Linked DNA regions of Gossypium raimondii: region 2 is linked to region 1. The links are chromatin contacts, called in public Hi-C maps. All regions are on one chromosome and are shown on one strand. Each heading gives the region's core, a stretch centred on a gene start, on an enhancer-like site or on the middle of the called end of the contact. The rest is flanking DNA. Distances are from core to core; before and after follow the strand shown. Region 1 holds the start of LOC105791416 (rho GTPase-activating protein 2). Region 2 holds the start of LOC105791422 (protein TRANSPORT INHIBITOR RESPONSE 1).

The links. A called contact is a pair of places that touch in the nucleus more often than the background predicts.
Region 2: a contact with region 1 is called in a Hi-C map of leaf, with 4 times the contacts expected there. The contact joins the promoter of LOC105791422 here to the promoter of LOC105791416 in region 1. A contact is called at or near these places in 2 of 2 Hi-C or Micro-C datasets (both in leaf).

Annotation. Positions count from the first base shown.
Region 1 is chr8:39,634,088-39,638,002 of ASM2569854v1, reverse strand. It overlaps LOC105791416 (rho GTPase-activating protein 2), which reads right to left and starts at 2,183. Exons shown (of 4, transcript XM_012619480.2): 1 at 1,764-2,183; 2 at 864-984; 3 at 404-754; 4 at 1-299. The coding sequence starts at 2,092.
Region 2 is chr8:39,773,361-39,777,396 of ASM2569854v1, reverse strand. It overlaps LOC105791422 (protein TRANSPORT INHIBITOR RESPONSE 1), which reads right to left and starts at 1,397. Exons shown (of 4, transcript XR_008198472.1): 1 at 649-1,397; 2 at 1-12.

The sequences.
Region 1 (3,915 bases), core at 934-3,433:
TCATCCTCCGGTTGCCTCAAGAAGCATTCCTCTATTTCACCGAATGCCTCTACTCCGTCTTCCTCGTCATCTCCGCTATAGTTACCGTAAAGGGAATTATCGTAATCAGATATAGGCCCTTCGCAGCTCATATCCATCTCATCTAAACTACGACAATCGAACTCCTCGTCTGTGTGATGATCGAATGAACGAGATGAACTCGCGGTCTCTTCTCGTTCTCGTAGCGTTTTCATGATCAAGGTCTTGAGCAAGTTCATTACTTGAACAGCATGCATCAGAGCCGTCAACGGATCGGACATCTGTTCCAAGAGAGAAAAACAATCAAACATCAAATGCTTTATTTTTACAAAAACAGTTTTTAATTACAATCTTTAATCCAACAACGTCCCAAATATATATATACCTGAGTCATATTTGGTGCAAAAACCATAGCAATATTCCTTGCATTCATCTTGTTCGTTTCCTCCTCTTCCACGACATCTGCCATAAGGTCGACTGCCCAATTGAGCAATCCGGCTTCCGTTGGCTTCAGTTGCTTCACGAGCTCAACGCACTCCTCTTCGTTATCGCAGTGAAGAACCTGTTCTGGGGAAAGTCCATCCAACACACCTGCAGGAAGCTCCCTGAACCAGGCTTTGATAAGGCCTGCAAGGCAATGAACATCGATATTATCTGGCACAATGCCACGGTTCAACTGATCTCTTACAAGCTCCTCTTGGCTGTTCTCAGGATTTATCCTGAAAATCCCTTCTGCCTGAAAACAAGAACAAATTAAACAGCAATAACATCATATAACCAGGGTAATTGCATATAGATGTAATACTAAGTACTAAAGTTGGGACGAAAATGAAAATAATGAAAACCTGAAGCCCTCCTTGTGAATAAAGCCGCTCCTGCATCAGCAACAGTATAGTGGGGACGCTGTTCCCTTTTGGATCCAATGAGCATTGCATTGATTCCGCTGAGACCCCAAACACACTCGCACTGCAAGGAAAAAATATATCTGCAATTAAGGACTACGTGGGTAAAATATAGAGGAAAGTGATAAAAGAGGATATTCTGGTTGGTCCTTCTACAATGCTCAGATTTGGGATTTAGTCCCGGTACTTTAATTTGTCATAATTTAATCCACTTTTTATAATCCCATTAGATAGTTCAAATTTAGTTAAAATTTTGATTTTTTTTTAAAGCACCTCTTTTGTCTGAAATGTATTTTTGTGTTAAAAAGAAAAAATCATGTTAGTATATTAACAGAAATAATTAACGGCCCTAATTATGCTAAGGGATCAAAACGATAATTTAACCTAAATTTGATTTCAGATAATTATCAAACAAAATTTCTTTGAAAATCCAAAATTTTTTCACAATAAATATTGGTAGATATTTTTTAAAATGACTGCAACATTAAATCAAAAGATATCAATACAGAAAATAGAGATTATTATTTTATAAAATTATATATAAATATATAACAGTTAAATATAATTAAGGCAAAAGGTCTAACTAGAAATTATAGTTTAATTAAAAATTTGCATATCTTTCTGGTGATTCCTTTTTTAAGTTTCTAGTTACTAAAAAGGAGAAAGAAAATTTTCATAAAAAATAATATGGTAAATTGCATTTCTAGTCCTCTAAAAAATTGACAATTCAATTTAAAATTTTGAGCATAAAATTTTCACTCTAGCACTTCATATTTGTATTTTAAAAAAATAAACACTTGAAATATATTTAAAAAAGAAGAAGAAACAACAAGGAGAAATTACCTAGCGGATGGAACCCGACCCGGTACCTCAACTTGGAATTCAAGGGGAAGACCCAAGAACCCATTGAAGCGATCAAAGGTAACATGGCTTACGTGTCGTACGTTGGTTGGCCACCCGATTTCCATGTTATTAACGGCGGAATGCATCGCTTCATCTTCTCCATCAACACGACAGGACACCATGGATTTCCTTAAAGCGGCTAAAAGCAACGCCGCAACGGAAATCTGGTTCTGCTGCTGCTCTTCCTCGGAGTTCTTAGCTCGTCGCTTCTTACCACTGCCACCACCACCGCAGCCACCTCCTTTGGTCACCATTACTGGAGCAGTCATTATCTCAATCGGCTTTGGATTTCTCTCTCCCTCTTAAGAATCACGAGGTTTTAAATTTCGTAACGAGTTATTTGTTGTGTTGCATTTAAGTATAAGAGAGTTTGCAAGTGAAAAAGGTTTTATTTATTTATTTATTTATTTATTACTAACGGCCACTTGTTTTTCAAATTTTATCTTTTTTACTTTATCTACAGTGAACGTTTGCATTTGGCCTTGTGGTTGTCCTAATATTTCGAGAATGCCACGTACCCAAAACGCACAATTATACGGACTTTTCTGGTTAAATTTCGCTTTTAGTCCCTCAATTATATGTAGGGTATAGATTTAGTCTCTGCACTTTAATTTAGTCATTTTTAATAATGTACTTCTGACTTTTAAAATTTCAGTCTTGACTAAATGGTAATTGTTAAATTCATTAAGTTCTTCTATTTTCTAAGTTTGGTATTGCTAATATATTATTATTATGTCAACTTGTTATTTTCACATTTTATTGGCAAAAACCAATTAATGGACTTAACAATTGTAGTCTGCGTCAATCTAAAATTTTGAAAGTTGAAAAGCATAGAAAATAAAATCGATCTAATTGGAGAACATGAATTAAATCTATAACTTTATGTATAATACAAGACTATTTATAAAATTTACTTGTTATCGTTTGGATTGATATTATAATTTCAAAATCTAAAAATATAGGGACTAAATTTGACCAAATTTATATATATATTAAAATTGACAAAATTAAAATGCAAAAACTAAATCGAGAGTATAGGATTAATAATAGAATTTGACCTAATCTTTTTATCCCTTAGCATGTTTTGATTCGAAAAGTTTAATTACTTTTGGTTATATTATTAAATATATCATTATTTATGAAAATTGAATTAATTCAAAATTGCATATAAAAATAACTCAAAATAAAAATTCACATATAAATTCATGTTAAATTAAAATTGATTTAGTTTCATGAAAAAATGTAATATAATAGACAAATACAGTTGAAATGTTAAAAATATATTAAAATTTTGAAAATTTTAAGTCAATAATATTTTATTTATTTGTCTTTACTTATTTAAAACATAATATAAATCATTAATAATAATCATAAAATTGATATAAGTATAATCTAAAAGCTAAACAACACTTAAATAATAAACTATTAGTAATTTTACGTTTTGGTGATTCAATTTTTAAAAGTTATAAAATGATCACTGAATCATTCAAAAGTTCTCATTTAAGCCACAAAATTATATGAAAGTTTTTATTTAAGTCACAGATTGTTAAGTATTATTTTAAAGTTTGGCTAGCGAGCTCCTAGTAATAATTAGTACGGTCGATCAATACCCATTGACAAGTAGAAGAATATATCTTAGATCCAAGTCGATATGACGATCAATGCCGAAGATCAGAGAAGAAATTTGTTTGGATTTTGGTTCATAGATTCATGACATTCAAAGTTGTTTCATGAAAAAAAAACTAAGCTGTAAAAAAGAAAGAGAATGGGAGCTTTCAATTGGTGCAAGTGGTATGAACAGAGAAGGCCATACAATAATGCTTTTAATAGTTTAGTAACTTAAATGAAAACTTTTAAATAGTTAAATGACCATTTAAATTACTAATTTTTAAAAATTATTATTCCATTTAAAAGAAATTATATACACTCAACAGAGTTTTTTTCACCATTGATAATTAGTAAGTGTATGATAAGTGGGACATAATTTGGTGTTTATCGTGGACAAAGCTAGAATTTGTTATTGAAGTTAAAATAAAAGTTTATTAGTTTGGGGAGCCAAAGGTAAACTTTTTTTAAAAGACTTAAATTTAAT
Region 2 (4,036 bases), core at 148-2,647, 140 kb before region 1:
TCTCTCAGATTCCTGTATCACAAAACCAGATTTGATTCATATAAACAAGGAATTAAAAAAATCGACCAAATCAAATACAAAATCAAGAAGAAAGTTTCTTTTTACAATTGAACTTACAAGAGAAGAAATTTGCATATTCTTTAAGCATCTAATTGCTCAAACCATACAAGAAATAAAGTTCTAATCTAGGAACAAAAAACAAACAAATCCCAAGATGGAATTAAAATAACATACAAAGAAGGATAGAAAAAAAAAGGAAAAATTTTGAAAAAAGAAATACGATAAGAATCTGCAGTACCAACTTGGAAAATCAGTCCCTACATCCTCAATTTACAAAATATATTATTCATCGTTATACAGCAAAAGCAAAGCCCACGTTTCCCAGACGTAACCGTTTAAAATCTGGAAAACAACCCCCGAAAAAGAATCTAGGTATAGCAAACAAGAACAAGGAATCCTAGGGGAAAAGGGGCATTTGAAGTGAACAAAACTCTACCCTTCTCAAAAATCACAAAGAAAACAGAAATGTAGCTAAAACCAAAAACAAAAATTGAATCTAACAAAGACCCAAGGTTCAATTCTTTGTCTAACTGAAAAGCAAAGAAAAAGCCAAACAAACGAAGTGAAAAAAGAGTTCATCAAACTCACTTGCAGCCAGCAGCAATAGCAGCGAGCCCATCAGTTGAAAACCCTTCACAAGAAAAGAGCACCAACACTTGCAAATTCGTAAAAGACTTAGCAACAAGCTCCAGGCTCTCGTCCGTGACAACCATTCGCTTAAGCCGGATCTCTTCGAGCCATGGATAGGCTCCAGCCATTTTCGATATCCATGGAAGTACGTACCCGCCCCAACCGTCCGGTACCAGATTGAAGTCCGCGAAGTGTGGCTTCCCTTTTAGCTCAATGGATCTGATATCCGGGAACCGCCTGATCACCATCGTAGGGCTGACGGCGTAACAGTTCCCCACGAATACCTTCCTCCGACACCACCGTTCGATCTCGTACCACGATTTGCACACCACCGACGCTGCGTTCCGGTCCTTGTCCGATTGTATGAACGAGAAAACGTGCTCCAAAATCTCGTCGGGGAACGAATACGCCGTTTTCTTCTGCATTTTGAAAAATCGAGAAAGAGAAACAAAAAAACAAACACACACACACGCAAAGAGAAATTAAGCCTTTTTGGATTAAAAATATACAAAAAAAAAGATTTCTCTTTTTTGCCTTTCGGTTTGGCCGAAGTTTGGGGTTTTCTTAAGCTTTAGAGTTCATTTTCAGATCTGAAACGCCATTAATGAAGGTTACAGTGAGAGCAGAGGTTAAGGAGCTATAAAGAGAGAGAAAGTGAAGTGATATGACAGATACAAGGTGAGAGAGGATAAGAAATTTTTTTGATGTGTTGAGAAGAAGGGTTAGATTTTAACAATGGTTAAATATGTCATGTCAAATTAGGTCTAATTCTAGGTTTAGTCCCTTTACTATGTTGAAATTTTGAACTTTATCTCTCTATGCTTTTGTTTACATAACTTTGTAAATTGACAACCTCAATTGTTACTTATATTAAATTAGCAAAGGGTTAAACATGATTGATTGAATTTTATGTGATATAAATTGTATGATCGTATAATACAAAAGACTTCACGTCAACACTCTAACAATATCAACAAACAATTTTATCGAATTTAAATACACTAATGACATTATAAAAGTACGAGTAAGAAGTCAAGTGATAGGAAAAGATAGCCAATTAGGGTGATATTGTAAAAAATTTATAACAAATCATATCAAATTAAAATAAAACAAAATGATTAAATGTCAAATTTTAGTATTACCGTGGACTAAACCAGAATTATAGCGAAAGGAAATATGAGGGTATCAATTTTTGTGTGGGGATAACTAATGGACGTTTAAGATAGAGACACGTGGTGGGGGTGAGATGCGGGCCATATGATGGACGGTGGGAAGGGGAGATCTTATCCGTCGGCAACGAAGCGGAGCCGCAGAAAACGGGTGTATGGAAGAGCGTGTCGGGCAGATGTTCGACGAGATTTTTGATGGAATATATCGGGAAGGAGATGGAGCGACGAGATATTGATACGAGGAGGGCTGATAAAATGTGGTGATGTGTAGGGGAGAGTGGTGGTGCAATGAACCCCATGATGCGCGTAGCACGGCTGGATCCGAGGGATCTCGATATGCGGGGACCACAATAAAAGGGATAAAATATTATTATTATAATAACGACAAAAAATTCATAAACACTTTGATTGAGATTTCTCAATTTTGATTAATTCAAAATAATAATAATAATTAATAACTTAAATTTATGTAAAATGATTAGAACTGAAACATCAAAAACTTAACTTAAAAATTCGAGTCAGGATGATTTAATTAAAAGTATCGATGTTTACATTCATTTACCTAGCAAATGTTTACATTATTAAAACACATATTTATATATAAATTAATTCGAGTCTCGAGTTATATATAAATATGTGTTTTAATAATTTCAAATGTTTTGGTAAGATGTTGGTCAATTAATTTAAAATTTAAGCGACCTGCCGATTTTCAAAAATAATAATTTAAGGTTTGGATTTAAACAATCCAATACCCTTTAAAGGGCAATTTTTTGCATTCCTTAACCTCCACTAGATATAGCATCGCACAACCCAAATATGACTCGAAGAAATCAAAGCTTAATATTTTTTTATAAAAATAGAATAATAAATTATTATTAATAACAATTTAAACTATACTAATAATCATTTTCTAGGTATAATGTTAAAAGAATATACTTTAAACAAGTATAATATTATGTTGAGACAAGAGTAAGTTTTATTTCTAAATCCAACCTTATTTCAAAAGAAGAAAATCTCAAAATGTGTTTATGCATTCCCTAAATCCTTAATTATCATTAAAAAAAAAGTAGATTATGTACTATGTAGTAGAACAACATTGATAAGTGATTCATCATAGATTTGGAAATTAAGAAATGTTGGTGTCTAGCAGAGGCCATAATGGGGACATGGATAACATTTTTGTTTCTATTTTGACTTCATGGGTGGAGATAATCATGCCCACTATTATTCACTTTCTATATTTCGTCTTCAATTAAACTAAACCAACACAATAATGACTCATTCTTTTTTCCCCAATATTTGCTGAAGAGATAAAAGAGTTCCATTTTCATTTGCATACATACACACCATATTTGGTGTAAATAAATGTTATAAACGTTGTTTTTATTTTTACATTAAATTAAACATATTCCAACAAAAGAAAAGCCTCCTCGTTACTTTTCATACATTAATCATTGTTTAAGTTGAAGGCTCCTTATCCCACGTTTCCAAGTGACAAACATGTGTTCAAGTTGCTTGCAAAAGTTGGAATGTTACCTGACCAAATTAGGAACAGTGTGATTGAATTGAATTCCTATTATTTTATTTCTTTAAAATTGAATTTTCGAGAATATGGAAAATTATTAAGCAAATTAACTATCTATTTTGGTAAAGTAGAAAAATAAAATTTATAATTAATTCTTTTTAGTAAATGGAACAATAGTATTATTACGAGATTCAAAGTTAGGCTGGATGGTTGGGTATTAGTCTTGTATCTGTGATTTGGTGTAATGGGTTGTCAAAAAGAGAATCAGCATTTTTCAAGATTTCACCACCCATTTAGCCTTGACTTCTTTGTATTCCTAACACTAATTAATTTTCTTTCTTCTACATTTAATTTTGGTGCTAAATTGCAATCTTTTTCTGGGTTATTTTAGTTGTAGTGTTATTTTAAAAGGTCTAATTTCAGCTCCAATCCCTTTATTGTTTAGATTTTTTGAAATTTCATCATTTTACTTTTAATATCAATATTTTCTCATTTAAGAATACTTCACTTGTATTAAATTTAAATATGTTTTATCAATTGAATTTTAATTTTAAATTAAACCTTTAGATATTAAAATGTTTTCTATTCCGATTCAATGAAAAGTCATTAATAGCATTACTAATTAGACCTAATTTTTAAACCATACAAATAA